Linked DNA regions of Mus musculus: region 1 is linked to region 2. The links are chromatin contacts, called in public Hi-C maps. All regions are on one chromosome and are shown on one strand. Each heading gives the region's core, a stretch centred on a gene start, on an enhancer-like site or on the middle of the called end of the contact. The rest is flanking DNA. Distances are from core to core; before and after follow the strand shown. Region 1 overlaps Ephb1 (Eph receptor B1). Region 2 has its middle 220 kb from the start of Gm24638.

Evidence for each region. Hi-C and Micro-C count contacts between places; a contact is called where the count stands out from the background.
Region 1: a contact with region 2 is called in a Hi-C map of cerebellum, with 2.3 times the contacts expected there. The contact joins two enhancer-like sites. A contact is called at or near these places in 2 of 484 Hi-C or Micro-C datasets (cerebellar granule neurons and cerebellum) and 1 of 115 datasets of contacts at active chromatin or transcription factors (astrocytes).

Annotation. Positions count from the first base shown.
Region 1 is chr9:102,297,412-102,300,392 of GRCm38.p6, reverse strand. The region is part of intron 1 of Ephb1 (Eph receptor B1); the gene reads left to right. Among named protein-coding and RNA genes, the nearest start is that of Mir7243, 6.1 kb to the left of the region's middle. Within about 2 kb of position 1,477, at least 7 of the 459 cell types and tissues checked have an H3K27ac peak or open chromatin away from gene starts, as enhancers often do. A contact at or near this core is called in cerebellar granule neurons and cerebellum, where this site is marked.
Region 2 is chr9:101,612,850-101,615,868 of GRCm38.p6, reverse strand. No RefSeq gene overlaps it. Among named protein-coding and RNA genes, the nearest start is that of Gm24638, 220 kb to the right of the region's middle. Within about 2 kb of position 1,753, at least 7 of the 459 cell types and tissues checked have an H3K27ac peak or open chromatin away from gene starts, as enhancers often do. A contact at or near this core is called in cerebellar granule neurons and cerebellum, where this site is marked.

The DNA of each region.
Region 1 (2,981 bases), core at 228-2,727, 680 kb before region 2:
TCCAGCATAATTGTAAGCAATGTTGGCAACTTCTTGTATATATCACCCTTTCTGAAGGCTGTTAATGTGTATCAAGTCGTGGGTCTGACCTGGCCTGAAGTGATTTCATGAAGGGTACTACTACCACAGTACTTTCCTGGAAGCTATGGCAGACACTGTGACCCTTTCAGTATTATCAGGTGATTGTCACCTTCAGGATGACCCCACTCCAGAAACCCACCCTACTGAGATTCTCAGTGTGTCTCTGTTCCTGTCTGGTGAAAGTGGTTCATGGTACTCTCTCTCTCTCTCTCTCTCTCTCTCTCTCTCTCTCTCTCTGTGTGTGTGTGTGTGTGTGTGTGTCTGTTTGAGAGCTGGAAGTGGCACGTGGGAGGGTGTGGGAGGCTGCCATCGCCGAGTAATTAAAGTTGGAGAAAGTGTCTGATGTCCAGGTAATTACTGCTGAACATCTGCTAAATATGGCCTTTCATTGATGGCGGATGCTGTTAGGCACGGGAGTGATGGTGTGTTTGCACTCGACATGGCAAAGGATGATTTAAAATCTGTTTCTATCAGCAGCCCACAGCAAGGTCCTCAAGTAGATGAAAGAGCCTGGAGCAGATGTAGCAGGAACCAAAAGCCACTTCCAGGAAGAGGCACGGGAGAGCCCGTCTGCTCTGGCAGGAGACAGGAGCCCCAGAGAAATACTCTGATCTACTCACTTGCTTCAGAGGAAACTGAGGCATATCCAGGGGAGGCGGTGACCACAGAGTGGGACCTGAGTCAGTGGGGCAGATGCTAACAGCCAGGACAGTCAAGCAGTTGGTTCTCAAGCGTTGGATTGCTTTGTCAGAGTCTTCCTGGAAGCCCCTTTCCCTCGGGTAGCGGGAGCCCCTATGGTGGGACTCCAGTTGCTTCTGTCCCACTGCCGGTTAGGAGAGTTCTGCTCAGACAATGGTGTCCTTTCCCACAGGGTGACGGATGTGAGCATGAAGGGCAAGAGGGTTTAATGAGAGGTATTCTCTGGTGTGGAAGGCCTTCTGCTTGTCCTACCACCTTGGAGAAGGTTGAGAAACCCTGGCCTTCTTTCCCATTCCTCATTGCCCCTTTTCTCAACAACAGTTGGCAGGCACTAGAAGCTCAGTGCCTTAGACTTTGACCTGGGGTCATGTGGCACAGCGTCTTCTCTGATTGCTTCCTGTTAGGTCTCCATATGTGGTAGTCACTAACCAGCAGGGAAGAGTTCTTTCCTAACACAGCTTCTTCGGGGTGGTGCTAATTAGATGGCTTCAGGGACCTCACCTTGGCATTTTTCTAGTCCGGTCAAAACGATAGCACATCTGGACCCTGATACGAGCCCAGTGACTCTGGACTTGGGCTGCCTGGGAGGTCTGCCCTCTAATCCTGCTTCATAGAGCCCGCTCTCCCCAGGCTCTGGCTGAGCCTCGCTGAGCCTTCTGTTGGAGCCTGCCATGGCTGGTCATAGAATGACATAAATAGCATCTTCCCTCGGAGCCTGGAGACCTTGCCTTCTGTCCCGAGGAGCCTGCCAGCCGCACCATTAAGGCTTAGAATTCCCCCTGCCTGAGGGCAGTCATTCATCCAATTAACAAGTGTTTAATTTCCAATTCTTTTCCATGTTTAAAATAATGCTTTTGGTTATGCAATCACTATATTCACTTTGTGTGACTTCCCTGCATAACTGCATAAATGCCCCATGCCTATGGCTTTTCAGATCTGCCTTTGTAACTTAGGATCTAGTGGTTTTTCTCGTCATCATTTTACTGTTAACATTTCCTTGCTGTACAAATTCCATTTTTGATGGCTTCGTAATAGTTCACCAAGTGGCTGTATAATATTTAACTATTCCCCTGTTTTTTGAAACTGAATATATGGCCATTGTCTAGTTAATTGTTTAGAAAGTATACTGGTTTGTGTGTGTGTGTGTGTGTGTGTGTGTGTGTGTGTGTAAACTCTGAAGAAATGAATTTTTTAGGAAGACCTTATTGTAGCTGTTGAAAATAATCATATTTAAATGATCAGAATTCTCTACCAACACATAAACACACACACACTCACACACACACAGAGCCTTTTTCCCAGAGGACTCCTCCCCCATTTTGGGAGCCTTTCACCACATCCAGTGCGATCCACGCTGGTGTTAAGGATGCATAGTTTTGTATTCTCTGGCACCTTGGCATTCACCAACTGCTTCATTGGTCCCCAGCCAAAGAAAGAGGCCATCTGTTCCCGAGCTGGTCAGACACATGGGAGGATGGCATGTTGATATTCAGCATGGTCCCTTCCTCGGGATTGCAAGGGACATTTTGACTATGTGAATCTTCAGACCACTCTGTCAGAAGACAAGACCCTCTTCACACTTTCCAAAAAAGGCTGTTTGGCACAATCGGTCTTGCTTGTCATTGTTCCTCCCAGACGTCCATGTTCACACCCAGAGTCCATTGATGGAAGGTGGCGTCTCAAAGCTCCCCGTTTAATTTGAATGTGCCTGATGTGTAGTTTACATAGCCACATGTGTTTCCCTGTGAGGCCTTTCATAATTTCCTGGTGATGGAAGATCATTCTAGGGATGGAGTGCTCGGAGAAGGAGGGGTAGTGGGTAGAATGCCAGAGAGAGGGAAGGGCTGGCTCTCCAGATGCCAGGGAGTACAGACAGAAAGTCACCTTAAAAGCCCAGAGACCAGGGGCAAACCTAGGGTCAGGAAAAATGAAATAGTTGACCAGAAAGATGCTAAAATCACTGTAGACATATTCCAGAGTCAGAGCATAATAGGAGACAACAGTTGAGTGCGGCTGCCTTGCCTAAGACAACCATGGAAAGAAAGGGAAAGACTGGGTACTTCGACACAATGTGACTACCTTGCCTGAAGATTCAGTGGGGTAGAATTCCCATTTAGACTAGGAGTTGGATAGAGATACCCAGAGCCTCTGTGTCAGGACCACTTGGCCCAGGCATATATTAACTCCAGTTAGAGCACTTG
Region 2 (3,019 bases), core at 504-3,003:
TTCCCCCCCCACACACATGTGTAGTGTGTGTGTGTGTGTGTGTGTGTGTGTGTGCGCGCGCGCGCGTGCGTGCGTGTGCGTGTGCCTGTGCCTGTGGAAGTCAGAAATCAACATCAGGTATCTTCCTTGATTTCTCCTCGTCTTTGAGACAGGGTCTCTCACTGAACATAAAACTTATCAATTTGGCTAGGTTGGCTGGCTGACCAGCAAGTTCCAGAGATCTGTCTGTCTCTACCTCCCTTGGACTGGAATTACAGGCATATATATATGCCACTGTGTCTGGCATCTTACCTGGGTGCTAGGGATTCAAACTCAGGTCTCCATGCTTTCACAGCAAACAACTGGGCCATCATCCCCAACACCCAAGGATTCTTAACATCCAGCAGAATGGATAAAACCTGTATCCAGAGAGCCTCCTTCTTTTGCTGGAGTCCAGAGTCAGACCCCCGCCCCTCACCCATCCCGGCCAGTCATCCCAGAAGAACCTCACTGAAAATCCTCCCTTGCTGCTCATACAAATTGTTTCTCCATGAGCTTGTAATAATGTGTCTTCCTCCCTCGTCTTGAACTTATCCAAACAGCCACAAATATCTCCATGCTTATGAAAATGAAATTATCCAGATGTCTCTGCAGATGTTACAAATAGCCAGCACAGTGCAGGGTAAATGCAAAGGAAATCTCTTCTCCCCACTTGGGATGAGTGTTTGCGAATGGGACTAGCAAAATATGACCAGGTGCATACCAATTCCTCATGAAGGTGACTTTATCCCCGTTATGAGAATTCTTCATTTAAAATCAATTTTGAAATCATAAATACTCAGATTTGGGATGCTGTCCTCCAGTGGTAAACAGAGATTAGTGCTTGATTGTTAATATTGCTGTTAATTTTACTTTAGATTTTAAAAATTGAGGAGTATGTTGAGGTATGGTAAAGATGGGAGGTAGAGGTGATTCTTTGGTGTTTCGTAGGGCAGAGTTAGCGATGAAAAGCAGGTTAGACTTGGGTATTTGGGAGCAGGGTTTGGGGGGTGTTGGGAGAGAAGAAGATAGGCAGATAGAGGCAAAGAGCTTCATGGAGAAGATGAAGCTACAGGGGATTCTGACAAGGACAGAGGACATTTGAAAGATGAAGGCAGTGGAGAAGGCCCTGGGCAAGTCCCCACTCAGGGCCAGGCAGTGGTGAGGCTCATGGGAAGAGGGTCACTGCACCACCTTAGCAGGAGGTGGAGGGAGCCCCTGGATGCCTGGCTGCGGATGCTTAGATTTTACCTTTGAAACAAGAGGGAGGAGTGAAGCAAGCAGAGGCCACAGAAGGAAAGGCAGGAGGGAATGAACTCATATGCATGTGACAAAGAGAAGTAAAACCTGGAAGACACCCGCCCATGCACTGGTCTGTCATTCTTAGAGCCAAGCTCTCACAGGGACGTTGAGGGCTCCACATGGCTGCTCTGGTCCAGGGATTAGGAGATGAACACATACCCTCAATCCCTCATCCAGATGCAGTTGGAGGAGGAGCCACAGAATTCACCGGGACCTCACATCCTTCCTGCCTGTGGTTGCTTCATCCCTGCTTTCCTGGGGCCAACCTGCAGGACCAGCTGAAGTTGCTTCCCTGCTCTGTGGCCTGGCTTCCCACTGCGATGATGCTGCCGCCTGCATTCATGAAGAGAGTCAGTGGCATCTCTTCAGGTCCTGCTGCTGTGTCCTTGAGCCTCCCGCAGCTCTAGCTCTTGGCTTGCCTTTCTGCAATCTGCCATGTGTAACAGCAACCCAGCAGCTGCCACCTCCCCACAGCTCTTCAGCCTCACATGGGATACCTCTCTAGGGCCAGCAGACAGGACTCAGAGCTGTTTGGAAAGGACCTGTGCACTGCCATGGGAGTGACTGTGTGCACCCTTGACCTCCAGGAGCCCCTGGCCCCTCAGATATTGCCAGGTAAATCCCATGCCACAAACTCAGGTAAACAAAGAGAATCTAATTTTTATGTTTCTAAAATAGCATTAGCACAGCTAATAGCATTAGTTTCTAAAATAGCTAATAGCATTAGCATTTTGAGATAGAAACAATCTTTGCCACTCCTCAGCAGGGCTCTAAGATAGCCTTAAATGGTGGCAGTGGGAAAAGTCTTCCTGTATCCTTGCTGGTGTTGGCTAATATCCACAAGGCCATCTGGTCTGGTACATGCAGATGGCTTCAGTCAATCCTCATTCCTGGCCTCAGGCCTCTTTGGTTCTAACGATGCTCTCAGCTTGTGCCCTGACCCTCTGAACACTAGACCGTACCAGGCTAAGAGATGCTCAGAAATCAGGTTCCTGCAGAAACCAGAAGCCATTTCTCCTAGGGAATCTGCCTGCCTCAACAAAACCCAGCCCAGCTATGGGGAACACCTTCTTTTTGCCTTGGATTGTCCTAATCTACCTTCCTGGGTGGAGATGCCAGAGTTCCATCTTTAAGCTACTCCTTTCTGGAGACCTGAGAAGCAGAGAGTGAACTAAAGTCAGGCCTGTAAGAGGTTTGTTGAAGTGGAGATACAATGGGACAAAAGCCTCGGGCAGCTGTGAAGATTTAATAAACTCTCCTCCAACTCATTCTGAAACTGCAAACCAACAGCTGTTCACAGGAAGAGTCCTACAAAGCGCACAAGAGCCGAGTCCCGGGACTCCAGTGGTGTTCCATCTGTGTTGGTGAGAGCTACCTAGAAATACAGGAGCCTGGGCACACCACTAGCTGTTGCCACAGACTATGGACCAACTGCACTTCCCCCGGCTGGATGGCAGGTTCTTTCTAGAAAAGGGAGGCCTGCAGCCTTCACAACCACACAGAGCCCTGCACACCTGCACACTCTTCACCCTTCCCTTGAGTTCCCACCCAACTCTTGATGGGATTTGCAGCAGGTCTGGCTTGTTTTCAATAGCTCCACCATGTCCTAAGTTCCTTCCAGACTCCTGGGAACTACACCTTTGAAATCCTATGTAATGTAGATCTTGTTTCTTTGTGTGTGTGTGTGTGTGTGTGTGTG